Regions from separate parts of the Mus musculus genome. Here regions 1, 3, 4, 5, 6 and 7 are each linked to region 2. The links are chromatin contacts, called in public HiChIP or PLAC-seq and promoter capture Hi-C maps. All regions are on one chromosome and are shown on one strand. The core of a region is the stretch at or near the end of the contact, and the rest is flanking DNA. Distances in the headings are between cores, read along the strand shown.

The links. Promoter capture Hi-C pulls out the DNA fragments that hold promoters and counts their contacts. HiChIP or PLAC-seq counts read pairs in DNA pulled down with a chosen protein or histone mark. Capture Hi-C pulls out chosen DNA fragments and counts their contacts.
Region 1: a promoter capture Hi-C map of pre-B cells shows a contact between it and region 2. The contact joins the promoter of Tigar here to the promoter of Cracr2a in region 2. A contact is called at or near these places in 3 of 39 promoter capture datasets (liver and pre-B cells), 1 of 115 datasets of contacts at active chromatin or transcription factors (bone marrow-derived macrophages) and 1 of 9 other capture datasets (liver).
Region 3: an H3K4me3 HiChIP or PLAC-seq map of embryonic limb bud shows a contact between it and region 2, with 3 times the contacts expected there. The contact joins the enhancer-like site here to the promoter of Cracr2a in region 2. A contact is called at or near these places in 1 of 15 datasets of contacts at CTCF or cohesin (the NIH/3T3 cell line), 1 of 484 Hi-C or Micro-C datasets (primordial germ cells) and 4 of 115 datasets of contacts at active chromatin or transcription factors (embryonic basal ganglia, embryonic limb bud and embryonic stem cells).
Region 4: a promoter capture Hi-C map of adipose tissue shows a contact between it and region 2. The contact joins the promoter of Tspan11 here to the promoter of Cracr2a in region 2. A contact is called at or near these places in 15 of 39 promoter capture datasets (the 3T3-L1 cell line, 3T3-L1-derived adipocytes, cranial neural crest and 9 more), 2 of 15 datasets of contacts at CTCF or cohesin (the NIH/3T3 cell line and stem cell-derived epiblast-like cells), 11 of 484 Hi-C or Micro-C datasets (embryonic stem cells, epiblasts, muscle stem cells and 3 more), 10 of 115 datasets of contacts at active chromatin or transcription factors (the NIH/3T3 cell line, embryonic basal ganglia, embryonic hindbrain and 4 more) and 2 of 9 other capture datasets (adipose tissue and embryonic stem cells).
Region 5: a CTCF HiChIP or PLAC-seq map of the NIH/3T3 cell line shows a contact between it and region 2, with 7 read pairs. The contact joins the enhancer-like site here to the promoter of Cracr2a in region 2. A contact is called at or near these places in 1 of 15 datasets of contacts at CTCF or cohesin (the NIH/3T3 cell line), 1 of 484 Hi-C or Micro-C datasets (CD8 T cells) and 6 of 115 datasets of contacts at active chromatin or transcription factors (the NIH/3T3 cell line, embryonic basal ganglia, embryonic limb bud and 3 more).
Region 6: a contact with region 2 is called in a CTCF HiChIP or PLAC-seq map of the NIH/3T3 cell line, with 5 read pairs. The contact joins the promoter of Tspan9 here to the promoter of Cracr2a in region 2. A contact is called at or near these places in 1 of 15 datasets of contacts at CTCF or cohesin (the NIH/3T3 cell line) and 6 of 115 datasets of contacts at active chromatin or transcription factors (the NIH/3T3 cell line, embryonic stem cells, forebrain and 2 more).
Region 7: a promoter capture Hi-C map of liver shows a contact between it and region 2, with 6 times the contacts expected there. The contact joins the promoter of Ccnd2 here to the promoter of Cracr2a in region 2. A contact is called at or near these places in 12 of 39 promoter capture datasets (3T3-L1-derived adipocytes, the C10 cell line, HPC-7-derived erythroid cells and 8 more), 6 of 484 Hi-C or Micro-C datasets (CD4 T cells, CD8 T cells, memory CD8 T cells and 1 more), 4 of 115 datasets of contacts at active chromatin or transcription factors (forebrain, large pre-B cells, memory CD8 T cells and 1 more) and 3 of 9 other capture datasets (adipose tissue, embryonic stem cells and liver).

What each region holds. Positions count from the first base shown.
Region 1 is chr6:127,107,886-127,111,083 of GRCm38.p6, reverse strand. Tigar (Trp53 induced glycolysis regulatory phosphatase) reads left to right here and starts at 1,532. Exons shown (of 6, transcript NM_177003.5): 1 at 1,532-1,648. The coding sequence starts at 1,617.
Region 2 is chr6:127,559,675-127,562,732 of GRCm38.p6, reverse strand. It overlaps Cracr2a (calcium release activated channel regulator 2A), which reads right to left and starts at 1,397. Exons shown (of 19, transcript NM_001368877.1): 1 at 1,312-1,397.
Region 3 is chr6:127,854,705-127,857,943 of GRCm38.p6, reverse strand. All of the region lies in intron 1 of Gm46976 (a long non-coding RNA gene), which reads right to left. Among named protein-coding and RNA genes, the nearest start is that of Gm46976, 5.7 kb to the right of the region's middle. Within about 2 kb of position 1,888, at least 42 of the 459 cell types and tissues checked have an H3K27ac peak or open chromatin away from gene starts, as enhancers often do. A contact at or near this core is called in embryonic limb bud, where this site is marked.
Region 4 is chr6:127,886,060-127,889,552 of GRCm38.p6, reverse strand. Tspan11 (tetraspanin 11) reads right to left here and starts at 1,931. Exons shown (of 8, transcript NM_026743.3): 1 at 1,675-1,931.
Region 5 is chr6:127,990,451-127,993,491 of GRCm38.p6, reverse strand. The region is part of intron 1 of Tspan9 (tetraspanin 9); the gene reads left to right. Among named protein-coding and RNA genes, the nearest start is that of Tspan9, 43 kb to the left of the region's middle. Within about 2 kb of position 1,476, at least 117 of the 459 cell types and tissues checked have an H3K27ac peak or open chromatin away from gene starts, as enhancers often do. A contact at or near this core is called in CD8 T cells, the NIH/3T3 cell line, memory CD8 T cells and 1 more, where this site is marked.
Region 6 is chr6:128,033,343-128,036,865 of GRCm38.p6, reverse strand. Tspan9 (tetraspanin 9) reads left to right here and starts at 1,804. Exons shown (of 7, transcript NM_001379136.1): 1 at 1,804-2,700. The coding sequence starts at 2,365.
Region 7 is chr6:127,149,203-127,152,315 of GRCm38.p6, reverse strand. Ccnd2 (cyclin D2) reads left to right here and starts at 1,268. Exons shown (of 5, transcript NM_009829.3): 1 at 1,268-1,734. The coding sequence starts at 1,543. 9330179D12Rik (RIKEN cDNA 9330179D12 gene) reads right to left here and starts at 2,927. Exons shown (of 3, transcript NR_040274.1): 1 at 2,753-2,927.

The sequences.
Region 1 (3,198 bases), core at 283-2,782, 450 kb after region 2:
AGATTTTCTTGCCTCTGACTCCTGAGTGCTGGGGCTAAGGGTATGTGCCACCATACTTGGTAAAAATAAATATAGCCAAAAGGGACTCTTGTGCCCTCTCTTTGGCTATGAGTCTGTTGAAACAATGGATCCCAAGAGACTGGGAGTCTCTCCATCTCTCCGGGAATCTCTTGCTGGAGTGAGAAAAAGTCCTGAAGGCAGTCAGAGGAGGGAACAGTCTCTGGAAGGAACATCACTTGCTAGAGATAGGCAGAGATGAGACATTCCTCTGTGGGCGACTACACCTTGGTGGCTGGGCTGCTTAGGCATGTCTATCTCTTAGCTTCCATTTAAAATTTCAGAGAAAATTTAGGATCCCACCAATGGACTGAGGTGAGGAACAGTGGATACACTGAATAAACCTCTTTTTCCTCCTTTTTTTCCCTCACTATTTATTTGGCTCTCAGTTGTCTTAGGAAGGCTAGATGGCCAGGCCTGGCTGGCTGGGCACAGGCTGTTGACCTCCAGCCCCTATAGCCCTTTTGTCCCTATGTTCCTATTATATGGCTGAGGACTAGAGGCTCAGTCTCAGTCTTGAAGACATCTATTTATTTGTTGATATTTCTTTTTATTTTATGTGTCTAGGTGCTCTGCCTGAATGTCTGTGCATAACGTGAGCCCAGAGGTCAGCAGAAAGTAAATGGTCTTCCTGGAACTGCAGTTACAGATGTTTGATTGCCTCTGTGGGTGCACTGGGCTTTGAACCTGGTTCTCCAGAGGAGCAAATAATCTGGGCTCTTAAAGGGTTAAGCCAACTCCCCAACCCCTCTCGAGGGGTTTTATACAGAACCTTTGTCCCTGCATTTGTTTTTAAGGAAACGACTTTCCTCTAGATCAGTGCAACAGAGATAACGTTCATTACAATAGGAATTATTTTAAGAAATGGTTGAATTAAACTCTTAATACAACAGGTATCAGTGGAGAGCTCTAGAGTAACTTAATTATAAATGATAGCAGCATTAGCGAAAATACTTGGTAATAATGTTTGGGAGGACCAGGCTCAGCAAAGCAGAAGGCAAGAAAGTGGCCTGACAAAAGTCTTTGGTTAAGAAGTTGAGAGAGAAACTAGGTTGGTTTGGATCTACATACCTACTTTGACCTCACTTCCCAGGTAAAGGATAACAGCTAACCCTCAAAGGATGCAGTCTGGCTGTGTAACCACCAGAGGAGAGCCATCGCCTTGGCACACTACAGGCACACTACACCTTGCACGCCTTCCTCAAATCAGTTCAGCATAAAACAATCAAAGCAGTCCTTATCTGTCCCTGGTGCAGGCGGCGGTCTAGCTCTGGCAAGACTCCAGGGCGTTAACCCAGGGCGGGGCCGCGCGCACCTGCCAGGCGCCAATCACAGGTTGGCGCGCAGGAGCGCAAGCGCCACTGGCCTGGGCGGGGCTTCTCCGGTTTCAGGCTCCACCTTTATTGGCAACCCTGTGGTGACGTTCAGCCGCCTCGACCAATAGCTACGGGGCCGGTCCGCCGTGCAGACGGAAGTAGTGCAGGCAAAGTGGTCCCAGAGTCAGGCGCAGCGAGGTGCTGCTGCAGAGCCGGGTCGTGGCTCACGCGTCTTGTGCCAAAATGCCGCGCTTCGCCTTGACCGTTATCCGCCAGTGAGTATCGCAGTTGCCGGGAGCTTCCTGGCCTGGGTCTCTTCTGGTCCCTACGTGCTCCAATCCGGGGAGGGTGGGCTTTCCATGTGCTTTTTCTTTGCATCCTCTCGTGTCCAATCTTTTATCCGCGACACCCTGCGTGAGGAAGCCGGGTCTTAAATGTCAAGAGCCTTGCGTTTTCCACGAGGAAAGAAGTGTGGAGAAGCACACGATCACGGTTCCCAGCCATTGCGAGAAGACATGACCCGGCCTCTCGACTTTTCAGTGTGACCTTTTCTGCCCCCTAGTAAATTCCAGAGTTTTTAGAATTGCTGAGCCACACCTCATCTATCCTATGCTGGTTGCCTTATTTTCTCACCCTCCCCTCCCCCTTTCTCCTTGCATCGGGGGTACTTTTGCAATTTACCTCCCTTCAGAGGCTACAGTTCTGAGGGAAAAAATTAGAGAGTTCGAGATCTCCGTCTCAGTCGACTGCATCACCCTGAACAAACATTTTTATCATGACAGATTTCATGGAGCAGAATCTGGCTTTAGGTCACCTATCGTTTTCCTTCCCAGTACATGTTTGCCTGGTGATGATGGTAGGCAGATTCAGGGTGGGTAAGAGGAGGGAAGTTTCAAGGCGTTGCTTGGTTGGGATTCAGGCTCCTCGTTGGGATTCAGTAGCTGCCTCGTAGGACAGACTTAATCTTTCTGACCTGCGTTCCGATAAGCAGATTGGTGGCAGCAGTCTTTCTAATCTCTCTGGATCTAACCAAATGGAGAGGATGGAGCACATGGAGCAGAGAGGAAGAAATATGCCCGAGAATTAAATAACGTGTTCTTCTGTAAGCAAAGCTCAGATAAAAAGCAGCTGAGTCTCACCTGTGTAGTCAGGGCTTATCAGAACAGCTTCTCGGAGCGGGACTGATTACCGTTTCCGGCTTCATAGGGCTCACAGGAACGCTGACAGCGTTTGAACCTTGTGGCGACCTTCTTCAACGCATGCTTTTTCTGTCCAGCTTCCTCTTTATAGGAAGATGGTCTCCAGCATCATGTGAAGTGGACCTTTAGGATTCAGGGATTTTAGTGGCTAAATTAGAACTCTGGTTCCCTGTGTCTTTCTGTGTCCCTGTGCTTTCTAGAATGTTCCGGGAGATGATACCGCTTTATTGGGAGCACTAAAGGAACATGAACCCCCTTGTCCTCTTTTCAATGTAGACCCTGCTGGGAAACGATCCCTACTTAGATTTTTTTTTTTTTTTTTTTTTTGGTTTTTCGAGACAGGGTTTCTCTGTAGTCTTGGCTGTCCTGGAACTCACTTTATAGTCCAGGCTGGCCTTGAACTCAGAAATCCGCCTGTCTCTGCCTCCCAAGTGCTAGGATTAAAGGCGTGCGCCACCACCGCCCGCCCCCTACTTAGATTCTTAACGGGCAATATCTGTGTGAATATGGAGTATCTGTGATTCACTGGAGAGTAAGGGGAGTCAGACTCCAGGGAACTTAAAGTTGTGGGGCAAGTATTTGAACCAGAGCAAATTAACCCACTATTCTCTGCTTCTTGGTTATCT
Region 2 (3,058 bases), core at 148-2,647:
CCAAGAGCATCCACACTTAGCTTCTTCCTCAAGATCTGAAGGCCACATCTGGCTTGTCATGCCTGCCCCGCTCCTTCCAGAAGGAACAGCACCACCTCCTCCAGACCCCCCGAGCATCGCAGTGTAATATTTCAGAAAAGCCAAGGGACCTCTGGGTCACACCTCTTTATTTTTTAATTTCTTTTTTTTTTTTTTTAGCATCCCCAGACAAAACATTGTAGGGTAGCTTTCATAGACGACTATTATCCATAAGGACATGCATATTCATTCCTCCTAAAGAGGGCCATGAACCTGACCCCTCAAACTGAACTCTGACTTTGTGTGGACACACTGTCCTGGCTGCACACCCCTTTGCCTGCATCACTGATAACACTACTTCTTATGTACCAGCTTCTTCCAGAAATAAGGGACTCACCACCTTATGCGATGTGCCAATCAGGTTCTACCTCTTGGCCTGTCACCTTTGTAGACAGCCACTCATTGACACTTTCTGCCTTCTGAAGTCAAAGGCTAATACAGTAGGGATCCCTGGTTTCCTCCACAGAGGCAAACTGGGCAGGTTCCCTTTAGGGGTTGTGTGGTTAGTGGGAAGACGTGTGGATTGTGAGACTTTCCTGAAATCAAGGGTAGACATCACTGTGCTCTGGTACACAATTATGTGGTACACACGTATGTGCTTACACACAATACACACGCGCACACACACACACACACACACACACACACACACACACACACCACATCTGGGACAGATACAGCACAAGGTCATTGAGTCATACAGCCAGATCACAGGACAAATGGGGATCAGGAGGAAGCTACACCCCAGGATCCCTCCACCTCATCTCTCCCTCTGCTCTGGGAAGTTTTTGGTCTTTTTTTTTTTTTTTTTTTTTTTTTTTAACTGTCTCTCTGAGTTTATTTCCCTGTGAGGTAGCAATTCTTACCCCTGTGCTGGGCCCACGTGCCAGCGGCTCCCAGCAGCTCCCCCTGCTGTCCAGCAGTGTGAATTTCTAGTCACTTCACCAATAAAGTCTTAGTTTCCTCTGTAAAACAGTCTGGGTGTGACTGAAGGGTCCGAGGGGATGGGGGCTCTTTCTAAACCCTGGTGCTCCTAAGCTTTTATAGTCCCTTTTAGGGTGCAGGGCAGAGGGCCTAACCAGGCCTGGGGAAGCCAAGGCTGGGATGCTTGTCCCAGGGTGCATGCAGTCCAGGCCAGCCTCTCCTTGTGTTTTGCTGGTCTGCAGGAAGTGCGTTCTCTGCTGCCCAGCAGAGGGTTTGGGGCGAAGCCTCCCAAGACCTTCCTCCGATTACCTGCAGGGGCGTCCAGTGCGGCTGTCCGAGTTGTCCCCCTGCCTTCTGACTCGCAGCTGTCAGGAATTCGCCGGCCAGCCGGATCTGGTCCGCTGTCCCCGCCTCCGGCTGCATGGCTGGTCCAGCCCCAGCAGCGCCCCACTGCGCGCGCTCCAGGATCTACACCATACCGTGGTGTCCCAGCTTAGCGAAGCAACTTGTGACTGACTACTAAAGCCTGCAGTCTGGGTGGCGAGGGCGGGGCCGTCGCTGACTGGAGCCCAAGACTTCCTGTGCCCCCTCTTTGCTGGTCTTTGCCTTAGAGGACCCTTGCTCAATGAGCCAAGGGAGTCTGTCTCCAGAGCCTCTCTTTGCACTAAAAGCCAGGCACCAGTCTGGGCTTTGTGGACCTGCTAGAGAGAACTCATTCACCCTGAAAAACCGGCTTCAGCTGCTCTCTTTGCACTTAGAAACCAAGGGGATTTTGTTCTTGATGCTTGTCTGATCTTATGTATTCTAGGGTGGGCAGGAATGCGTGCTCAATTAAAGTCCATGCAACACGTGCCTTTAAACAAAGTATTCAATAAATCTTCAAAAACTTCCATGCTTGAAGATAGCCCTTCAGCCGAGTCCACTGCTCCCTACCAAGCTGTAAGCTCATCTTCCAGTTTCGCCACTCGACCCTCAAACATACAGCTCTGCACCAAAGCTGCTACCTGTTGCAAATACCAGGTGCCTTTTCTGGCTGCTAAGACCTCTATCTTTACCCAGAATTCCCCTCTTTCTTCTTTTCCCGTTGGAAACCTACCCATCCAGGCTCCATGAAATATCAGTTTAGGGACCTTTCCCCAAACACTGCCCCTCAGCAGAAGGTCTGTCCTCCTCTGGCAAGTTTATCTATTAGCCATCGCCCCCATACACACACACCCTACACACATAGAAACACACTCTAAACCCAGATCACAAAGAGACACCCACACTCATTGGTACCAATTACTACAATGTATCCTTTCTGCTTGCAGCCGGCCAGTGGCTAGTTCACCATCCCACCCCACCGCAGGAGCCTCAGAAGGGGCCAATATCCTCTCATTCCTTCCCTCAGCGTCTCCTCCTCTGTGCCCTGGTTTTCCCTTCTCAGTCCTGGAGAAGGCTTGCTTGTGTCAGCCCCCAGAGTTGGAATGGAACAAGATGACACATAAGCTTGAGACCCAGCCAGCTAGGTAGCAAATCTGGGTCTCTAGGATGTGTCAGATGGATCGCTCACCTTTCTCAATCAGCTAAACTAAGAAAAGAGGCATTTTCATCACCACCGCCCAAGACAAGGAGGGACGGCAGGACTCATCTTGATGCAAAGCCACTTCATCTCCGTTCTACAGAGGAGAAAACGGAGACCAGAGACACCAAGTCAGAGGCACCTAAGGTCATGGCCATGGTCATTCTCATAACTACTGCCTCTTCCTTCTCAGGCTCCAGCTGGCTTCCATGCCTACAACCACCTCATGGGATGGCAGTCATTTGCCTCTCACTGCTTCATGAGCTATTAATCAGTTAATTGGTCAAGGTATTAGCAGTCAAGAGCCCAGACTGAAGCCCACAGATGTGAGCTCTATCTTGGCAGCTACAGCCTTGGCAAGTTATTGAACCTCTTGTCAGTGCATGGCTAAGGATTCTTGTGTCATAGAAGTTCTAACCCTAGACCTAAGGCTCGGGAAACATCACAGAGGGAAGGGGGGGGGGCATTGTAAGATCCAGAAGACCAGAGTGTCTG
Region 3 (3,239 bases), core at 639-3,138, 290 kb before region 2:
TCCCCTGGGTCTGGCAGTGTCTAGTCCTTCCTCTCACTACTGTGCTACGTAGAGCGAGCTTCTCATCTCTTTTGCTCCAGGCAAGACAAGGAAAATGTGATATTTGAGATCATATAAGACACAATTCATTTCATCTCTGCAAGCTCTTCCTTCTTATTCCCCAGGTATTTTCCCCCTCTGAAGTACGATGGCTCTCAGTTCCTTCCTTTCTAGTATCCAGAACATGAAGAATCAATGAAGCCTTTGTGCAAAGGCTTCAAAACTATGGAGTCCTGGCCAGCCCCACTCTGAGTGCTAATATCACCTAGGGGTGGTTTCCATTCACTGGATAACTCAGACCATAGGACTAGCAGCAGGGAGCAGGGTCCTTGTCCTTAGTTGTCTACAAAGGACACCCCCCCCCGGGAGGGAGGGGGAGGGTACCCTAAAATGTGGACAGGGGCATATTTTCCTAACAGTATCAAGTTTGCCAGCTAAAAATTGGGCTTGAAAGCTGTAACACATTAAATTGGAAGGGCTCTGATAGCTGCTTGAAGCTGCTGGCCACTTATGCAGGTGACAGAGCTGTAGGGGACAAAGGAGTCCAACAAAGGGGAGCCTGGTAAACAAGGATCTGGGATTGCTGGCCTCCAGGCTCACATGTCACATGGGCCCTGTCTGACCCTTGTCCAGGACAAAAACCAACCCCTTTCTTTTTGGGGGGGAGGTGTTGGTTTTTTGAGACAGGGTTTCTCTGTATAGCCCTGGCTGTCCTGGAACTCACTTTGTAGACCAGGCTGGCCTCAAACTCAGAAATCCGCCTGCCTCTGCCTCCCAAGTGCTGTGATTAAAGGTGTGTGCCACCACTGCCCAGCTTTCTCAGGCTTTATTCTTCTGTCACCCTGTCCCCTTGTCTACTATTTTTGGACTAGTGCTTCGAAAACATTCATTCTCTTCCCCCTCCCCCCCCTCCCTTTCTCCTTTTCTCCCTCCCCTTCTCCCTTCCTTCTCTTGTAACTAGAACTCCAAATCTACTATTCTAGTAGATACCAAATCTCGTGCTAGGCATAAGAGACCAGAACAAAGAGAAACAGTGCCAGTCTTTAGGGGCCTGTGCTGAGAGGGTTAGAGATAACTCACCAGCCAGCATCCACTGGACACTGGCTCTTAGACAGCTACATCTGAGGACACTCAAGTCCCTTCTATAAGATGGCACAGCATTTGCACATTGCATACATACATCCTCCTGTACACTTTAAACCTAAGTTATTCATAATACAACTCGAAGGCTGTTACACTGTACTATTAAGCGAGAAGTAACAGGGGGAAAGCCTCATGTGTTAGGTACAGACAGTGCTCTAGAACATTTAGATTCATGGTGGTTGGATCCACAGATGTTGAATTCAAGGATTCAGTGAACCAAGCATTAGCCCGTTGCCACGAGCTGTTCTGGATGCCACTCATTTAGTGTTTTTGAGTCACAGAACAGAAAGGATGCTACTTTTGAGCTGGCCGGGCAACATGGTACCTCCAAAGGGATATAAGACACAGGAGACAAGGCACAGAAATATAGGGCATTAAGAGATTTAGGGAAGAGTCTAGAAGCAGTGCTCTAAGCCGCAGACCCTGTGGAACTGATAGCGCTCCTCTGCTCTGGCTGTCTGCACTGGAAGGGAAGAGCAGCTTTTTGGCTCTGCTCAGTTCAAACATTTAGGTGAGAGTTGGAACCGTGTCCTGTGCTGGCCTGGTGTGGGAGCCAAGAAAGAAGTAATGAGGGTGGGGGAAGCCAGGAGGAGCCAGGCCATAATTGCCTGAGGGCACTAATTGTGGCCACAGCCGCAGGAGGCCCTGTGATCTCCCGGCCTGCTGGGCTGCACACTACATAATGGCTCCTTAGTTATGGGATCCATACTAAGCCCAGATCCTGTTCTACACAGGCAGGCAGGACAGAGAATGCAGGGCTTATTAGACTGAGGCACTGGGAGCGACAAGTCTTGGCTGCTTTTTTTTTTCTGTCCCTGCTGCTGACTGACGACACAGTCTAAGCCAATTAGGGAACATCTGTTTGCCTATGAGGCGAGCTGATGGGATGACTTCTTACAGCAGGGCACTGTGCTCTGCTGAATCCCTCTGAGTGAGCCCTTCTCCCAACAGAGTGACACTTGGGTGGTGTCCCACCATGCCCATTATGTGTTAGATGCTGTTCCAAGCGGAGCAGTGGAAAAAAGGACCGCAATGTCTCGAATGGAGCTTGCGGTCCCCTAGAGGAGTGTATTCGTTGGGTTTCTTTGGCTGTGATACAACACCATGACCAAAAGCAACGTGAGGAGCAAAGGGTCTATTTGACCTTACAGTTGGAGATCATTGTGAAAAGAAAGCAGAGCGGGAACTCAAGGCAGGAACTGCGTTAGAGACAGTGGAGGGGCCTCCAGATATTGGTTTAATCCTCATGGCTTGCTCAGTTTGTTTCTTTCTTTTTTTTTTTTTTCCAAACACAAGACCACCTGCCCAGGGGTAGTGCCATCATAGTGGTGGATACTCTCCTATATCAATCATAAATCAACCCCACCCCCAATGACCTATAGACTCTATAGATTGACCCTACAGACAGGCCAATTTGATAGGGGCATTTTCTTAATTGAAAATGACCCCTCTTCTCAGATGACCGGAGCTTGTGTCAAGTGAACAAAAAGGCAACCCAAGGCAACCCAGGAAAGATAAGGAAATGCGGTGCACAGTGTGTGCAGTGGTGGAAGTGTCTAGCGAGGAGGATGGATGGACTGCATCAGAAAGCTAGGCAGTGTGCTGGGTGGTGTTCATGGAATCATCTATGCACCAAGCCTCTTGGCACACCTGTGACGATTAGCTAGCTTCTGAGACTGTTGTCAATAATGTTGATTGACACGGGCATGCTCAACTGAATCGTGGGTGTGGCCATTCCACAGGAAGGGGACCTTGGATGGGATAAAAAGGGGAAAGTGGGTTGAGTACTAGGCTGCATTCATCGCCATCCCTCTGCTTTCTGAGAGTGGGTTCGATACACCCAAGGCCAGGCAACTTATAAAGAAGAGAGTTTTATTTCATTCACATCAACATAGGGATGGAATGGCAGGGTGAATCTGACCTTTCTCCAGGCTGGAGGACTTGGACAGATTCACATAGGCCAGGCTATCAAGGGTTAACTTTTCAAAAACCTTGGCTGCTCTATTTAAGTAGATCTGAGAGAGTGTGGGGAACAGGGAAGAGTGTCTGTTCTCAGG
Region 4 (3,493 bases), core at 682-3,181, 330 kb before region 2:
CCATGTCTTGGTGTTGGGTACTGTCTGAATATCAATGCTGAAACCCTCCCACCTCCTAACTGCACTTGGGTCTAAAGCCATGCCAGAGTCCTATACCACAAAAGGCAGGATTCTGCAGGTAATATCCTAAACCTGTGAGCTTGGGGAACAAACTTCTTTGCTTTCTACTTTTCTGGGGAGCAAACTGCAGGGGGTCCTATGGCTAAAAGCAAGATGGCAGACCAGCTTACCTACACTCTTCTGAAAGTGTGCTTTCTGCAGAGGTAAGATGCTCAGAGTATTTGAAGACCATGCAAGCCTGTTTTTCTTTTTTTCCTGTGTCACAGAAGATATTTAGACAGAAACTATGTGAGGCCTGTCTGTAATTCCCACATTTCCAACTAAGAGTCCAGACACAGGCTCCAGACAGACACCCCTCTTGTGCTGAGGGTAGGGGCTCCCTCTACCACCACTGACCAAGCAGATGCAGGCCACTAGGACACTCCCAAGCTACTAGCGGGTACTTGTGTTCCCAGCGCCGCCCCCTTGCTTAGAGCCCCATCCCAGGCATCTCCACATTGTTCCTCCAACCACCTAGGTGACAAGTAGGACCTGGTCAGTGGCCCCACTGTGTACAGTACGCCATGGAGCTCTGATAACTCTCCTGGGATACAGTTTTGGGACATAGTCATGGCAGCTAAACTCCCTACTAAGTTCTGGTCTAAGCCCAGGCTGCCAAACTCCACCAGCTGTCTCATAGTGATTCATTAATTAAACACAGACCATCTAGTCTTGCTCAATCCTACCCTCTTTTTCTCCCCAAGACCCTACGATACTGTAACTCTACACCCTGGAGTGCACTTAGGAATTTTCTAGAAATTGTTTCTTCTTCTGGTACCCCTTCCTACTTCCTGCCACAATATGTGCCACTTGCCAGCCTCTGGTTGCTTCTTCCTGTGCTCTCTGCAATCTAAGCCCAAGTTAAGACGCCAACTAGTCCTCTCCCTGCTTTACAACTAGTCACATGTGGGCACTGCATAATTCAAACAAAACCCCTACATTCCAGAATCCCCCTCATTCTCTCTTCAACACAGGAAGCCAAGCACGTAGACATAGGTGACAAGGCCTGCCTAACTCAGTTTCCACTGATACACAACAGGGCCCAGGTGGATAGCTCAGCCTGGGACGGCAGACTGCCTAGGAACAACCAACCCCCCAGTGTCCTAGACTCAGCAGCTGCCAGCAGCTAGCAGACCCTGTTTTGCATGGGGTCCAGCAGCCACGGACTTGGCATTTTGCCTCTGCTAACAAACAAGAGACAGCCCCTAGTATTTGGGATTAACAAAGCGGGGGGGGGGGGCATTTGACGGAGGGCCAGTCATACACAGGACACTCTGTATGGCCCAAGCTATCAAAGCTGGGCGCACAAAGTTAAAGGCAACCCAGTCAAGAAAGGCAAGGCAGACATTCAGAGTAGTACCAACCCCACCCCTACCCCGCTGAGCACAGTGCGACACCCATGCGCGCACCCACCGCTGCCTCATCCTCATCCAAGGGCAACTTTCTTGGCCACTGAGCCCCTCTGGGGTCGTGCCAGGGACGGGCAGCTGAGCTGGAGGAGCCATGCCAGGACGGCTTGGTGCTTTAATGTCAACCCCACCGGCGCTCTTGTCTCCCGCCGCCACCTGCACTTACCCGGCCAAAACCGCCAGGCTGGATGCAGCGAGGGATCGGGAATCCGGAGCTGTGATTGTGGCTGTCCTGGCCACAGCCGCCCGCTCCACCCTGCGCTCCTTGCCCACTGGCCCGCGGTGGCTGCTGGCTGCCCCTCTCACTCAGACTGGGGGACGCGCCCACAGGCCCGGGGCGGGCGGGACCGGGGCTGCTCTTTGTTTGGAGCTGGCTTTTTTTTTTTCCCACCCAAAGCAGAGCACACTGAGCACTCGGTCCTGGCAGTTGTGCAGAAGTGGCTCCAGGAAACTTGTGAGGAGGGGGTGGGGCTGAAGAGAGGCGGATGGCCCTCTGTCCCGTCCCACCCACTCATCAGTAATCACTGTCCCAGACTTAGATTTATCCTCATGAAGTGGGGGGAAATTCCAGGATCCCGGAAGAATTGAATCCATGACAGGTTCCTTGGGATGTAGGGACAAGCCTCCCACTTCTCTCCTCACTCCTGAGACACAGGAACCGGTTTTTTTGGGGGTGGGGTGGGGTGGGGGTGGGGAGTCAAAATCCTGCGGACCATCATTTCTTTTACCCTCCTTGGAACCAAAGAAAAGCCAGATCCCTTTCCGTACTGGAACACAGTGGAAGGACAGACAACCAAGACCCAGTCTCTGCCAGTGGGTGAGGGTGAAGAGTTGCTGACCGCCCTCCCCCCCCCCCCCAACACACACACACACTGCCCGGCCAGTGGGTGAGCACCCTGTGTGATTTACTAAGAGGAACAGCCCGTGCTTAGCCAGCCTTGACTGCAGTGAGCAAGGCTTGGTAGCTTATTAATTTTTCTCCTCGCAATGCCACAATACCTGACAAGAGAAACTTAAGGGTTTGTTCTGTCTGGAAATTCGAGTGTGCAGGGGATCACAGACTGAATGGCACTGCCACCAGAGCAGGAGTGGCTGGTCACTGAGTGTTTGACGGCAGGAGGCAGAAGGGGCAAATGTAAGCGCTCAGTTTGCTTGCTTTGTTTTTCTTTGTTATTCAGATTCCCATGTAGCTGTTTTCACACACAATCCCTCAGTGAAACCTTTCTGAAAACATCCTCACAGAAGCACCGGAAGGTGCGTTTCCTAGGTGACTCTAAATTCAGTGAGGTTGACCACTCAGTCGCAGGAAGCAGGCAAAGCTGAGGGTTCCTAGCTACGGAGGCCAGCTGGCTGCTAAGAATGCCCTGTCACAGCAGAGATGAGATAGGGACTGTCTCCTTCGGAACTCATCCTGAGAGCTGGCGGCTAGGGTTCAGGGACATGGGGCCTTTCAGAGCATTTGAGTGGTAAGGACTCATTTCTCAGTTCCCGCAGTGGACTGGTTACTCCAGTGGGTGGATTATTTCTATTTCGTTTTTATTTGTGTGAATGTATGTCCATGTGTGTGGATGTGTTCATCTGTGAACAGATGTGTGTTCGTGTGTATACAGATGCATGAGCATGTGTGTGTACAGACCAGAGGTTATTGTATAGCATGGTGTTGCCCCTTATTTCTGAAAGAAATAACTCCCCTCTTTCACTTGCTACCATGACCTTACACAGTATGAGGCCCTTGCCAGACATGGCCATTTGTTTGTTTGTTTGTTTGTTTTTTGACCCGTAGAACATGGGCCATAGACTTTAATTCTTTATACTTTGTTCAGTCTCAGGTATTTCATTGAAGCAATGGAAGATGGGCTAAGAAAGTGGGACGGAGGGACTCAGAGGAGGTCATGGCTGTAATCTCTCTGAGAGATGAACTGGGGATGCAGGTGGTGAAAGGAAAAGACACAGCAGAGAGGTCTACAGAGCTGTGCAGCAGAAGG
Region 5 (3,041 bases), core at 227-2,726, 430 kb before region 2:
TGCTGAACGCCTCACCTTCTGCCTGTTTGTCTAGCTTGTAGGAGGCCAGGTCACAGCCGTGGTCTTGGGTTCTAGCCCTCCCCAGATGGTATGGGGTAGACAGATCCCAGGAGCAGAGAGGCAGCTGGTGGCATGGCTGTCCCTTCCCAGAAGCCACCAGGCAGTGTGTGCTTTGGGAGGAGTGCTGGCAAGTCCCTCTCACCGCTGCACCCGACCCTGTGCCGCAGGCAGACAGTCAACATCGGTGGCAGTGGGGCCCTCCAGATGGTGAGCCCCCCAGCAGCCCCCTGAAGGGGACCATGTGGCTGATAGTCTCTTTAGTCACACTTTGAAAGCCAAATGATGAGAAAGGACCAGCAGGAGCCAGGTCCCACGGACGCCAACAGCGCAGAAGGCAAGCATGTGGTCCACTAGATTTGTACCACCAGGACCTTCTTCCCGCCAGTTGGGAGCCCTAAGGGTCTTCCTTTCCAGGGCTCTGTTCCTCATTCCTTTGGAGGGCTGTGAGCCCAGCCTGGCCTCGCAGCAGGAAGCCCTGAGCTCCAGTGACACCAAACACTCATTTCTACTCTGCACCTCGGTTCCTCCATTCTGGGTATCCCTGACTTCTAGAGGCCACACTGCTCTTAGAAGAAGCCATAGGATGTTCATGCTGTAGAGTAATTTCTGTATAGACGCTAAGAGATCCTGAGATGAAGAGATGAAGACACTGCCAGCGTCCTTAGGTACCACTCCACTCCCCTCCATCCCCAGGAGGTCCTATGCCTTTGTTTCCTGCTGGCAGCGCCTGGTTCTGGAACTCTTCAACACTCTGATTGGGCCATCCTTGAGCTGCCAGGCAGGCAAGCAAGCAAGCAAGCACGCAAGCAGACGCCTGGACCAAAGCACATTTCTTGCACCTGCCAGTTTGGTAGAGTGATCTGGAAGATGCCAGGCTCATTTCTGCCTCTCAGGGCTTGGCCAAGGGAGGTGCAGAGGCCAGGGAGGATGTCCTTAGAGCAGTTCCTGGGCCTCCATCCTCAAAGTAGAAAGGGAGCATTGACTTCTGCCACAGGAGAGAAATAGTTTTCAGTTTTCTTTTTCTCAAAGCATTTGCGTGTTCCAGCAGTGGAGCAAGGGACATTGGGTCCCAGCCTAGCTGAGGTGGAGGGACGTGGAGAAAGGTGGGGTATGATGTATCCTCAACTTGCCACACGAGCTCAGAACACCTCCCTGGGCCATGGTGACCTGTAAATTGAGCAGGGTGGGAAAGGGCCATCTGCTGGTTCTCCCATGATGGGTGTGTCCACGCTCCCTTCATAGAGCCTGTGCCATCAGCATGGTGACAAGCCTCTTGCCTTCATGAAAAGCCGGCTTGCCCTTTGCTTGTGTTCAGATGGTGTTGGCTGGCTTCGTGAGAAGCCTGAGGTTATATTTTGAGATCCGCTAGGCAGGGTTGTGTGGTTCTTCTCGTTGTCCGTGGTTGTGCACACTTTGATCCAGTCCCCCACCACAGTAGAGTCGCCCCGTGGCTCACGTCTACAGCTTTCTTGAGGGTGTCTGGTGTGTTTCCTGTATGAAATGATTTCCTGTTCCTGTCAGAGCACCCAGAACTGAGAACCTCTGACCTTCTCTCTGTCAGCCATGTGCTGTGCATCCAAGATTGTCCCGCTGGTTAGAGAAGCCAGGAGCTCTGTCTCATCCCTGCTCTGTCACCCAGGCCAGCTTGCTCATGCTGAGGCCAGCTTGTTGGCAGTCAAATACACTGTCTTAAGAGGGTGGATCAAGGACCATATCTGTGACTCAGAGCCTTTCCTGGTGCCATGACATAGCCCTTGAGGTATGTGAAGCTGGGCTCTTAGCCTTCCGTGCCTGCTGTAACCTTCCAGGTCTGGGGAATACCCAGGTTGATAACAGTGCATGTTAGGCTGCCCAGGAGAAGGGGCCTGGGCCTGGGAGTAGCGTTGGGGAGAAAGCAGGAGAAAGCTGTTCACACCTGAACTTTTCTCTTCTCTCCTTCCCCCTCCTACGTCTGGGCTTTGGGGGTCATCTTAGATCTAGGTGCAGAACTAGTACATACCTGTGCCTGGGCTAACTTCCAGAGCCCAGGGGGTAGAGATGAGAAAAAAAATGTTCTGTGTGAGGGTCCCTGGTTGTAAGAAAGAGGAGGGGACAGGCTGGTTGTGAGTAACTGATCTTGAATGATGGACAGGCTCGAGATAAAGGAAAGGATGTTGGTTCTTTCTTTGCTTTATTCTTTTCTTCTTAGGGATTTTTTGAGACAAGGTCTCAGTACGTAGCCCAAACTTGACTTGAATTCAATTCCCTTCTGCCTCAGTTTTCTAAGTGCTGGGATCATAGGTGTGTACCACCACGCCAGCAGGAAGTCGGTGCTTAAAAAAATAAAAGTTCACATCTGAATATAAATCTAATGTGTAAGGAAGAACTGAGGGGGATAAATCAGTGGACATTAAAATCCTCCTCTCCACCCCCCCCCCCGCCACCCCCAATTCTGTTCTCCTGAGCGAGCCGCTGCTCACTTGTTGGTGTTAATAGAGATGTGAAGGAGATTCTTCAGTTACAAAGGACACTAGCTTAAAAGATGGGGACCCCGGGCAGTGATTTTTCATATACCCCAGGAGTCCTGGGTCAGTCAGCACCACACATAGTCTCAGAGTACAGAGGTGGGTGAGCCGGGGAACCAATGGTAGAATACAGAAATGCAGAGTAAGAGGTGGCTGGGGCCAGAGCAGCTCCTGTCCAGAAAGAGAGCCCTGGGCTTTCCTTAGACCCCCTAATGGCAGGGCCCCCTGCTTAGCTAACACGTTGATTTGCTCTGGTCTCTGGGCAAGAGAAGTTAAGTCATTTCTTGCCTCATAGGTTTTATCGCTTGGTCCCTGTTCTGTCCTCTGGGCTTCATGGAGGATGCACAGCCTCCGCAAACTGCTGCCTCGTTCACACACCTAAAACCCACCCACAAGGCTGATGGATCAGTAAGTGTAGTCCTTGCCACACAAGCCTGAGACCCTGAGCCGTGCTGCCCAGCACTCATGTGCAAAGTA
Region 6 (3,523 bases), core at 555-3,054, 470 kb before region 2:
TTTGCTCTGACTGGTCTCGCCCCTGTCGGTTCACTCCACATATAAGACACCTGGGTATTCCTGAACTCCACACTGACAGGAGGAATGGTGGCCAGCCAGGGGACAGCAGCTCTCCTGACTCTAGTCCAGCTGGGGGGTGCCCCCACCGGAAGTAACGTTCTAAGACAGAAGTGGTAACCTTGTATCCTGGAGCAGGCAGGTGAGGCTGAAGAGGACAGGAGGTGTTAGATGTCCTGGTCAAAGAGCTCAGCACTCTCACGGGAGCCAGCTAGACATTTGCTTCTTTTTTCTTTTGTCTTTGTTTTTTTTTTTTTTTTCAGACAGTATCTCAGGACCATTGGTCCCCAAAGGAGAGACCCAGTGGTGGTTGTTCACACAGAGCTTTGCTTCTGAGTTCAGAAGGGACCCAGAAGAGTCAAAACAGATCTCAGAGTTATCACCTCTAGGGTGGTGGTGGGGCAAAGTGAAGGTGAATTCCCCCTAGTTGGAATCACTGCCCCCACCCCCCACCCCTCGGGGCATAGCCACAACCATCTGAGTCTATCTGTGCCTCCAGTAACTTCCTGTCCTAACTAGATTTTGTGCTGCCCAAAGGGCAGGCAGTAGTACTATGGTGTTTCCTCAAGGGCTCCCCCTTGGGGCTCAGGATAGAGGGTTGGGGGTTGCAGAGTAGACTCCATCTAGCCGTCCCTATGGAGTACCTTCCAGAGGCTGAGCTCCTTGTTAGCTGCTGGGAGCCTGGTAAAACTTAGCTCCCACACTGACTCACTGCACAAAGGAGAGACTCAGTGTCTAACCCCCGCACCCCCACCCCACTCAGTCTTCTAGTTTTTATCATTTGCAAACCGTGGTGGCCCCAGGTCAGCAATGCAGACTTCTGCATATAAGCCCAGAGGAGGCTGTCTTCATTGCAGCGCTTCACAAGAGGATGAAGGGCTGTTTTTGGATGTTCCTCTGGCAGGCACATACCTCCTGTCTTTTCTCTGACCTCGGCTCCGAGAGGACTCGGGTGTGACCAAAAAAGCATTGCTACCTTGCTCTTCTGCTGGCAAAAAGCAGTGCCCCACTTGAGCCGCCTGCCCCTTGCAGCCCGCCGTCCCACTCGGGAACGCGGAGGCGGGGGCTTGCGCAGCTGCAGGAGTCTCTCGGAGCCGCGCGTGCGTGTGCGCGTGGAGGGGGCAGGGAGGGCGGCGCGCCCCGCGGAGGCCTGAGGGCGCTTTCCTACACCTTGCGTCTCTGCTGCGGCCCCTCTACCAGTGCGCAGTAGCCATTCTCACGTGTGCAAAAGCGTGGTGTGTGTGTGTGTGTGTGTGTGTGTGTGTGTGTGTGTGTGTGTGTGTGTGTGTGTGTGTGTGTGTGTAAAGGTACTGCTTGGGACCATGTGCCCCAGGCTAGACAGGCCCGACGTTCCTAGGGGGCGGAGGCCAGCCTAGTAGTGGCCACCGTTTCTTTCCCTTCCAGCCTTTCCCCCCAGACCTATCCTCTGGCTTCCTAGGGTTCTTGGTGTCTCCAGTTCTCCCCCTCCTCTAGTCGCGGCCCTTGCTGGGGCAAGAAACCAGTGCTTTCCCATGGAGGTGTTAGTTCATTCCTAGCCACTGAGCGAGCCCTTGACATTTAGAAGGGTTCTGGGCACACTAGTTTAGGCACACAAGCAGACCGCTAATCCTATTAAAGATATTGTGTCATTGGGGAGGGGGGTAGCTCCCCTACCGGAGCCAGGCAGACCTTGAGCCCATTGGTCGGATGCAAAGCAGGGGGCGGGGCCCAGAGCCCGGGGAAGGGGCTCTAGGCGATTTCAGAGTCGAGAGTCAGGGCTGGAATTTCGCAGGGCAAGCCCAGCGGTTGCAGCTGCAGCGGATCCGAGGCTCTCTGCCCGCGGCGCACCCGGGCAGCCCAGGGCCGGCAGCGGCTCCGCAAAGTCGCGGAGCAAGGGAGGCCGAGCGCCCGCAAAGTGGTGGGGCTCCGGGTTGGAAGAGGCGTGCCTGCGGAGCTTGGATCCCAGCGCCCTTTCGCCTCGAGTGCTGCGTCCGGTCGGTGGTGCAGCCGCCCGGGAAAGAGCAGTCAAATTGCAGCCTCCCTAAAGAAGCCTAGTTACGCAGGCGAGCCGGCTCCCCAAGCGTGCTTATAACAGTGCCGCAGAGCCCTCCCGGGCCAGCGGGCTAAGGCTGGGAGCGGGGCGCCGTCCCAGAGGCAGTGAACCCCCGGCAGTTGGTTGCTCCGCTATTGCTCGCGGGTGCAGAGAGGGGGCGTGCGAAGCTCCAACAGCCAGCTTGCTCAGAACCCGTGCCCGACCGGGGTGCCCCCTCCGTCCCACTCTGGGAGCAATGCCCCCCGCCCCTCGTGCCCCCCGGGAACGAGGCGAGCATGGAGAAGTCGAGTAGCGAGGATTCTTCGATCCACCGGAGTCCATCTTTGGACAGCAAGGACTCGGACTTTGCCAAGCCGTCCACCTCTGGCCGCCCGTTCGGCCGCGGCTTCACGGCTGGCGCCTTCTACGGCACCGCGGGTTCGCGGGGTCAGAGCCGCACGGAGGCCGGCATTAAGACTGACAAGTACAATGCACCCAAAGGCAGCAAGTACGTGGTGTTTTACCTGGACCTGTCCTTTGTGTTCCTCCTAGAATTTAAGAAGTGCAACATGGCCAGGGGCTGTCTCTGCTGCTTGAAGTACACGATGTTCCTCTTCAATTTGATATTCTGGGTAAGTCCTTACTGTTGAGTCTTCCGTTGCTCCTTCTCCTTGCTTTCCACCCTAGGAATATCTTCTACTTCCTCCTCGCTCTACCTTATCTGCCCAAAGGTAAGTGCTTTTAAAAATTGAAGGCACCCTCCCACTCCCTGCATCTTTCTGTTCCCTTTTCCCTCTTCTCCATGGCTGAATGGAGGCTTCAACTTGTCAGTCTTCCAGGAGAGACACGTTCTGCTCCCAGGAAGCTGGAAAGTTTGCCACTGCTTCCTTCTCCCAAAAAAAAGGCACACTGAAGTACCTGCACCAGGGAACCTGCATCATGGGTGTGGGTCAGACGGCACAGCTGTGCCCCTGGGTTGGTGGGGGGCCGTGAGGATGGTTTCTGAGTTTCTTCTATTGCTCCTGGAGGCAGGAGGCCAGTCTGTAGCATTGTGGGGGTGGGGTGGGGGTGTGGAGGTCACAGTCCCCTGCTCATTTACATGGTTCCCAGGAAGAGGAGGAAGCAGCCATACACGATGAGGGACAGGCTGCTGCTTTTGAGGGATTGCTGTGGGCTGGGCAGCCAGCACTTGGCCAGGCCACTCTTTCCCAGGCTCCAGGAGCCTCCAGGATGAGCAAAAAGGACAAAGGGAGATGATTTTTCTAGAGAAAGTGTCAATGGATGGGCTGGCTTGGGAATATCGTCTGTCTCATGTGTGACGCTGGTGACTGTGTGCACAAGTACTTACGAGTTACACAAACTGGATGAAAACTTAATTCATCTCTGCTTCTTTCGTCCTCACTACTGCCTGCCTCCGTCTTTCTTCACCAGAGCTCAGACTACTCAGCACAGATG
Region 7 (3,113 bases), core at 19-2,518, 410 kb after region 2:
GGGACTCAGTGCCCCCCCCCGTGTGCCCAGAGAGGTGCAACCCACGCCATGCTATCTGCACGTGCCAGCGTGGCCACCATGCGGGGGCCAGTGGTTCCTCGCCCCTTCCTCCCTCCTTTAATATAGTTAAAGGCAGGGTGGGAGCAGGAAGGAGGTGAGGAAACGCCAACGTGTCCCCCTCTACCAACAGCCTTGACCACAGGATGCTTTAGAGCACATGTCAGAGCCGACCCCAAAATCCTGGCGGAAGGATGAGGCGCGAGACCCCACGGGGTCGGGGATTGAGGGGTGCAGGACTCAGGAGCCCCCGGGGAAAGGAAGGGTGGCCTTGCTGGCGCAGGGAGAGCCAAACCTAAACCCTCCCTCTCCCCCTCCCTGGCCCCTCCCGAGCCATTTCCTAGAAAGCTGTATCAATGTGGCCACGCTCCGCGCAGACACCTAGGGCGGCTTGTCAGCAGATGCAGGGGCGAGGAAGCGGGTTTTTCCTGCGTGGCCGAGGCCCGCGGAGGAACCGCTGCTAGCCCTGCCCCCGGTCTGGGGCCGCTCTGAGAGGCTGGCCGCGTTGCCCAATGGCGCCCCCAAGAACAGAAAGGTTTCTGCAGGAGGGTCATATTCTACTAGGCTTAAGAAGCACCCCTTTCTCCAACATCCACCCCTTCCTCCTCTTCCTCTCCACGCACGTGGCTCGGGGCGGACAACAGCTTGAAAGTTATCAGGAGTCTAAGCTTGAGGGGCATAACCTTTATCCCTGGTTTGGCGAGGTTGCAATTTTCTCAAATAAGCCTTTCCTTGTTCCTCATTTAGGGGTCTACTTCTAAGTTATCTGAACTCATCCACATGGTAAATCTATCTACCTGAATCTTGAATAATGGGCTGTTTTTCTGATCACATTGCAAGCCTCCGAAGTTAGAGAGCACACACGTACACACCCTTTATGCCCCCATGGTATGCCTACAGAATGTCAGAAAGGATAATCAATAGGAATCCATGGGGTTTGTGGGTTCCCCTATCCGAGGCCCCTAGCATGCGGGGCTGGATGGGGAGAGGGCCTCGGAGAAGTAGGGAGAGGGGTTGGGGGTGGGGAGCGGGGATCGTGTTTGAAGTTTGGTCAGGCCAGCTGCTGTGCTCCTTAATAACAAGAGGGAAGGGGGGGGGGAGAGGGAGGGAAAGATTGAAAGGAGGGGAGGGACGCTAGAGGAGGGGAGGAAAGGGGGAGGAGGAACCTGAGAGGGGGAGGAGATCTAACTGCCCTTCCAGCTTGCGTCACTGCCTGAGCGAGAGAGGAGAGCGAGCTGAGGAGAGCCGGGCAGTTCGGAGGGAAGGACCGGTGCGAGTCAGGCGGCCCTTGAGGCTCCGCTCGCCCACCTTCCACTCTTCTCTCTCTCTCTCCCTCTCTCTCTTTGCCATTTCTTTCCTCTCCCAAATCTCCCATTCAGCCAAAGGAAGGAGGTAAGGGAAGCACTCCCCGACCCCCCCGCACCTCCAAAAAATAATAATAATAAAAAAAATTTACAGTCGGGACCGAGTGGTGGCCGGCTGGCTATGGAGCTGCTGTGCTGCGAGGTGGACCCGGTCCGCAGGGCCGTGCCGGACCGCAACCTGCTGGAAGACCGCGTTCTGCAGAACCTGTTGACCATCGAGGAGCGCTACCTCCCGCAGTGTTCCTATTTCAAGTGCGTGCAGAAGGACATCCAACCGTACATGCGCAGGATGGTGGCCACCTGGATGCTAGAGGTAGGTGTGCGGGCGACGCTCTCAGGGAGAGGCAAGCCCAGCCGCTCCATCCCTACCTCCAACACGCAGAGATCCTAAAAACTGCGGGAGAACTACCCCTGCGCTGGCCTCCCCCGCTCGTGCGCGAGGTAGCCCCGCACCCTTGGGCGAGACGCTAATTCTGTCCCTTGCTAGATTAACTAGTGGAGGAAAACTTGGGTGAGTGAGGATGTCCTCCCCCCCCCGGGGGGTTGGCATCCCGCGCGTGTGCCTGCATGTGGCTTCCTCGTCTTCCCATCTCCATTTCTGACCTGTGGTGTGGAAGCAACCCCGGCTGCCTTCAGTGAGGCCCCAGAGGGTGTTGCGACCTAACAATCCATACCAACATATAAAGAGCCCCCCCCCGCCCCCGACTCTCAGGGTTGGGGCAAACCGTCTGAGCCTTAGGACTCCGCGTTGGCACTTTGGCAGGAGGTGGGGGTGGGGGAGAAACAGGGAATTCAGGAGAGCCCCGGAAGTCATACTGAAAAAAACGTGCGTTTAGGGCAATCTGAAAGAACCGCTGCTTTAGCCTTGCTTGCAATCTTTGCCGAGAGAGCAGGGTGCCCACGTATGCACAGCTCTGGACCTGCCGTGGTTTCGCCATGTTGCTTTGCAAACTCCATTTACAAGGACTGGCAACATTCGCCGGCGCCCCCACCCCCTCTCAGCACCCCATGATCCTGGGCACCCTCTTTCTGATCGTGCCCTCTTCCCCAGCCCTCGGTTCACCAAGGTTACTTACAGTTTGGCTGCTTCTTGAGCGCGCAGATTTGGGTGGGGTAGGAAGCGGGGGAGGAGGTGTGTAGAGCAGGCTAGGGGGCACCCCCAAATGAGAGGTCAGAGTCCCGCATGCCTCCTGGAGGGGGGTTCCCTGGTTTCGTCTCACCCAACCCCCAGCAGGCACAGCCTTCCTAGCTACTGCCCTTGTGGGCCGCAGCCGAACACTCCGCAAGTTTCCCCCACTGAGATCTAGAGCCCCTGGGGTGGAGATACCGACCTTACGGACACCCGAAACCTCTTTTCCAGGGAGCCTGGGACCTCTCTGGGGTTTTCAGGCCCACAGAGCGTTTCTAGGATTTTCCCTCGATTTTTAATAATTTTTTGAAACTGCTCCCCCCTGCTCCGACTCCAACTGCGGCGGCCGGCCGAGGCGCGCTTCCTCCTCCTCCCTCCCCCTCTCTCCTCCACCCACCCACCGAACAGCGGCCCCTGGACCGCCGAGACCACCCTGGACATTTTTTTCAATTGTCGGGAATGGTAGAATAGGATCTGAGGATCCGAACGAGACCAAGAAGTAGACTTTCGGAGCTTCCAGAATATTTTTATTGATTTTTTGAAAAGATGACGAAATCCAAAAA